Linked DNA regions of Hordeum vulgare: region 2 is linked to region 1. The links are chromatin contacts, called in public Hi-C maps. All regions are on one chromosome and are shown on one strand. Each heading gives the region's core, a stretch centred on a gene start, on an enhancer-like site or on the middle of the called end of the contact. The rest is flanking DNA. Distances are from core to core; before and after follow the strand shown. Region 1 holds the start of LOC123407735 (50S ribosomal protein L24, chloroplastic). Region 2 holds the start of LOC123411558 (protein HEAT-STRESS-ASSOCIATED 32).

Region 1 (2,700 bases), core at 38-2,537:
CACAGTGCTGTTGTGCTTGTAAAGCCGTACGACTTCCCCAACTTTACCTTTTTCACGACCTGCAATGACTTGCACTGTGTCGCCGACCCTAACATGCATCTTGTGCAGCATAGGAAGACTGTTTGGCTTGCACTTCTTCCGTTCCCATCGCTTAAGCTGCAGTAGAGAAGTGGGTGATTTAACAGTAACTATAGCTAACAAAGTGAGAGATGTTGAACCCAGATTGGTACTTACCCGCATTTCAATTGGGCTTGTCTTGGCCATGAATCTGACCTGCATAACAAATTTATGTACAGCTTGTTAAAGTTTCATACGAAAAATGAAACATATTGATTCACTTCAAAGAAAATGCGAAAGGACACATTTATCAGTTATGTCGCAGACGCACACAGAGATCATGACACATACCTTACTTTCTAGCATAAGATTTTTTCTTCTTTTCTTGTTTTAATATGTTAGCATGAGTTATCACGTAACTACCAAAGCTTTGTCAGTATCACTTCACTTAGCAGCAATTAGATGGTCTCAGAATTCAGTAGGATTATGCCCTCCTTTTCTTATTTGTTACTAGGAATTAGCCATGGACGAAATTGTCCAATGAAGAGGGTAAAGTAGGCTATTTTCAAGAGGCAACAACAACAACATGTGTTCAGCACAATCAGTGCCATTTTGGGTCAAGAAGTATAACCGATGCTATGCTTACAAGTTAGTTTCAACAAAGGGATTCCAACAGTGAATTAAGCTAGCTGTTATTTTCCATGTACCCGTCATTTTGTGATTGATAGAGTGGGAACTTTTTTTGCTGGCAAGTCATATGCGATGGTATGTTTCCAACAGCCAGAAGGTTAGAACAAAACCCAGTCCCCGGTCTCACTATGCCTGACAAGAGAATACAACAGCAGAAATGAACATGAAGCGCGGGTACAAGCCTGCCGAGACATGGTCTGAGTACCGTCGGCACACTACATCCGCATCGACCTCTGGAGCTCTAACAAACCCCAATGCGGGGTGGCATCTCCGGCGGCGGGGAGAGGGGAATACAGGACGGAGAGAAGGCGGCACGGATTAGTTACCCCAGACGGCGCGGAGGAGAAGGTGGCGGCGAGCGGGTTGCCCCAGAAGGCGCTGGTGCTCGCGGCCGAGACGGAGAGCGCCCCCATGGCGCCCTGCAGCGCCGCCATGCCGGCCATCGTCGCCGCCGGTCCTCACTCGCTCAGGCCGCGGAGAGAAAGCAGGGGGGCAGCGGATAACGAAGGAAGCTCCTCTGCGTTCCCGGACAGGATAACGGAGGCGCCTCCCTCCCTCTTGCCCAGTTTATAGATGGGCTTCGGTGCTCAACGGGCCGGGCCTAAGCTAAGGCTCGGATGGGCTCATAAGGTACGGATGCCGCGCAGCCCGGCCCACCGTCCGCTCGTCGTCTTCCCCGCGGCGTCAGCCAGCCGTCGGCGTCGGCGTCACGAGGGGGACGCGCGGGCTCCCCTCCTCCTCCTCCTCCCCCTCGCGGCGCCACGCGCCACGCTCCGCATGGCAGTTTCTTGCTTCCCCCGGACTCCCGGGGAGCCCCGCTGGCCCTCCGCCCGCCGACGCGAGCAAGCCAAGCGACGGTTGCCGCCGAGGCAAGCAGCAAAACCCACCCCTCATCCTCTCCCTCTCCATTTTTCTACGGATTGCCGGCAAAAAGCTGCCCTCTTTTCAGCGGGGCGTAGCAATCGCGGCACGGTGATTGTCCATATTTTTTTGCTTGGGCGGTGGCGGTGGGCGACGACGTGGATGGATCAGCCTCGCGCCGGCCCTTCCCAATCTTCGGAAAGGACTAGAGGGGGAGGAGGAGGAGGGCGACGCGCCACCGCTGTCCGCTGATATATTCGGCCCTCTCACCCAAGATTCCCAGTCCAGACCTGTTCCCCAACCCAACGGCCGCGTTTCTCTGCATTATTTTTCAACAAAGGTGAATCATGGACACCACGTTGCATTTGCATATCCGGCCATTATCGCCGGATTACAGCCGACGCGAGCGCGGGTAGTTGCGCCGCGCTGCCTTCTCGGGCGGTTGGGCAAGCGCTCGTTCCACCGCATGCATCGCCATCGCCGGATCGATCCTATCCCTTTCCTGCAACTACCATCCAAGATGCTAAACTGTTTATCCTCAATTGTTCCTGCCGTGCAAGCAAGCCGTTGTGTTTCCCACGGGATAAGCGTGAGTGCGACTACGAATAGAGCTGAATTTGTCGAGTGCCCAATCTTTCCCTAGATTCTTGCCTCGCTGCTTCGTCCATTCCCGAAACTGGTGCTGACTTTGGCTCATGTTGTGGCTACTTGTTTAGTCGGCTTGCATACGGCGCTGCCAAACCAAATGGATAACAATTGGTCGCCTATTTTATCCGATAATAATCGCTGTACCTATCACTTGGCACCATGGCAATGATAAACTATCTTTAATATCTTGAGGGGATCAGGACGCTACTTTATTTAGTAGTAATAAGGGAAAAAGAGGGCATCATCTTGCTAATAATGTGGCCTTCCCTTCCCTCCCCTCCATGCTGGTAGTTCTATGTAGTAAGAACTTGGCACAATTCCCAGACCGGAGTACATTCCGAACGCGCTCGGGCTTATCCGTGCAGTCATGATCCATGAATCCTGGAGCCTGAGATGCTTGCGCGCAAGCAAAGGTTTCCTTTGCTTCACTCATGCCACTTCACA
Region 2 (2,700 bases), core at 103-2,602, 240 kb before region 1:
AGAGTTCAGACACGTCTGTGCGCATATAGCATACAACCAGGACAGGCAGATATCTACAGACCTCTACATATTGCTTGAAAGAAGAGGGTCCTTGGCGCAGAAGATGCTCTGCCCAATCACCAGTGCTCACATACATGTCATGCTTGTGCGCTAAATCAGTGATCTCTCTGATCAGTTCCTTTCCCATCAAACTATGAGATCCACCGGAGAACTTCAGGCCATCAACAAAAGGACCGAGGGAATCCAATATTTCCTGAAATAAAATATGGCAGGCTTGAGAGTCTGCTATCAGGAATGTCTAGATATTGAAAAAGAAGCAGCATTATAATTAACAAGCACAGCAATTTAGTAAAGTGGGAACCCAGAAAGGAGCTACGGGTCTTTGTTCTGATATAATTATCTCTGTATCTTGAGAGCTTCTGCGAAATTCAGTAGTATGGTTCATCTTTCATTTTAAGAATGTGTGCATCATTTCATTTCATTCAAAAGGGTACAACATGGAGTCTGAAGTAAACTTAACCTGCAAAGAGGCCGTGATGAAGACATGAGGAAATTGTGCACAAAATACTAGAACAATGTCTGCTCATTTCACCATCACATATTTACATCCCGTTTGCGGGTGGAATTTATCTTATCCATCTTCTGCATCCCAATCACACTCACACCAAACAGACTTAGACACTGGCGGATCTGAGTGGCAGAACATACGAGTCTGCACCAAATTACCAACGAGCAGCAACCGTGCAACCTAAGTTGACTGAATAAACTGGAAACCCCTAAAAATGATCTGTAGATCGAACCCGTGGTCGTCTCACACACCAACTCGCCGACACGCGTCCGCTAATTCTACGCACCGCAGAAGTAATCGCACCGCTAGTTCAGGCCCCAGACGGGGCATCGACCTGTATTTGGTAGCAGCAAGCTGCTGGTTCCGAACGAGACGCGTGCACGCGGAGCCCGGTGGAAGGAATCAAATCCACGCGTCGCGGCCGCGGGCAGCGACGGACGGGCAAACGCGTGCAGCGTAGGCAGCGCTAGCATGAAATGGGGGTTGGGGTTTACCTGGAGCGCGTGGTGGGCGGGGCGGAAGGAGTAGCAGGGGCTCCTCATCTCCGTGACCCCGTAGCGGCGCGGCTTCTCCGGCCGGTCGTCGCCGGGGCCGCGCGCCTCCAGCGACAGCGCCACCACCTCCTCTCTCCACCCCCTCATCCTCGTCGTGCTCCTCCTCTCTCTTCTCTCCTCTCCTCTCCTCTCTCTTCTGCTGAGCGATCGGTGGACCGATAATGAGCAGGCAGGACGGACGGGGGAAGAGCGGAGAAGGAGGTGGAAGCTTGCCGCTGCTTCTAGAGAGAGACACTGTTTTTATTTTTATTTTTTTGAGGGCTTTCTAGAGAAACGGATGGGCCCGGCCGGTGGGTCTACAAGTTTCCAGTCTGCAGTGTGAGATGTGTTGTTGGGCCAGCCCGACTTATCGCTCATGTTCGAACGGGCCATTTATGTTCTCGGAAAAAGCCCAGCTCGAAGCTCAGAAAACAAATGTGCTCGGAAATAGCCCAGCCTAGCCAAGCTCTAAGTCATCTCAAATAAAAAAAAATAGTTGAAGTAAAAAAACAATCAGATCACGAACGGTTTTTACGGCAAATTTAGTTGGTAAACATGGTAACTTTCTCACAAAATATGAATTGGGAGGAAATTGACATGTTTAACTACTAAACTTGCCAAGCTCAAAGTCACCTCATGTCAACTAGAGTTGCCGTGAAATATGTTCACGTTGCCATGTTTAAAATCCAAACATTCGAAATTTACCGGGATCCTTTTTTAGAAAAAGACCACCAGAAACGAAAGTACCCTTCTATTCTCCAAGTGCATTCCCAGCTTCCTTTTCTGAAATTTCTCCAAAAAAAAGCTTCCTTTTCTGGAAAAAAAAAAAGATCCTTATATGTTTTAAAGGTTTTGTGTCCTTGTCACGTCTTGCCTTGCAGGGTAGGCAAGGTTGCGCAGAATAGAAATCACAAGGCTCACCTTAGTTTCAACCGCTGACACCAGAGAGCCTGTGGTGTTTCAGTCCCAAGCATTGTCGGTTTCCGACCCTGCAGACCGTGCCCGGCACTTCTGACAAACTCAAGGTGCTCTTCGATGGGCTGTTTACCTAACACGTGAGGAAGGATGCGACTCGGTGATCTTTGCCTCCCATTGCCTTTCTCTGGTGCAGAGGTTTAATTCTCGTGTTCGTGGCCGTTCGTTGGTGGATGCTGTAGTGGCCGATTGTCTTTCTCTGGTGCAGAGGGTTAATTCTCGTGTTCGTGGCCGTTCGTTGGTGGGTGTTGTAGTGGCCGATTGCCTTTCTCTGGTGCAGAGGGTTAATTCTCGTGTTCGTGGCCGTTCGTTGGTGGGTGCTGTAGTGGCCGATTGCCTTTCTCTGGTGCAGAGGGTTAATTCTCGTGTTTGTGGCCGTTCGTTGGTGGGTGCTATAGTAGCGGACATTGAGGATGGCGCGTCGCACATCTCCTCTGTTCGATTCAAGCATACTCGTCAGCGGTCTAATGTTTTAGCCCATAACTTAGCTAAGTCGTGTATGAACTGTAATTGTCTCTGTTTTTCCTTTTACTCCGGAGTGTATCCAGGAGACTCTATCTAGCCTTGTTGATTGATTAATAAAGTGCCGATGTTTCTGAAAAAAAAAAGTTGCGTAAAACAAAA

Evidence for each region. Hi-C and Micro-C count contacts between places; a contact is called where the count stands out from the background.
Region 2: a contact with region 1 is called in a Hi-C map of leaf, with 4 times the contacts expected there. The contact joins the promoter of LOC123411558 here to the promoter of LOC123407735 in region 1. A contact is called at or near these places in 3 of 6 Hi-C or Micro-C datasets (leaf and seedling) and 1 of 1 datasets of contacts at active chromatin or transcription factors (embryo).

What each region holds. Positions count from the first base shown.
Region 1 is chr7H:583,829,159-583,831,858 of MorexV3_pseudomolecules_assembly, reverse strand. LOC123407735 (50S ribosomal protein L24, chloroplastic) reads right to left here and starts at 1,287. Exons shown (of 4, transcript XM_045100935.1): 1 at 1,074-1,287; 2 at 235-273; 3 at 1-156. The coding sequence starts at 1,190.
Region 2 is chr7H:584,072,221-584,074,920 of MorexV3_pseudomolecules_assembly, reverse strand. LOC123411558 (protein HEAT-STRESS-ASSOCIATED 32) reads right to left here and starts at 1,352. Exons shown (of 5, transcript XM_045104524.1): 1 at 1,063-1,352; 2 at 62-253. The coding sequence starts at 1,209.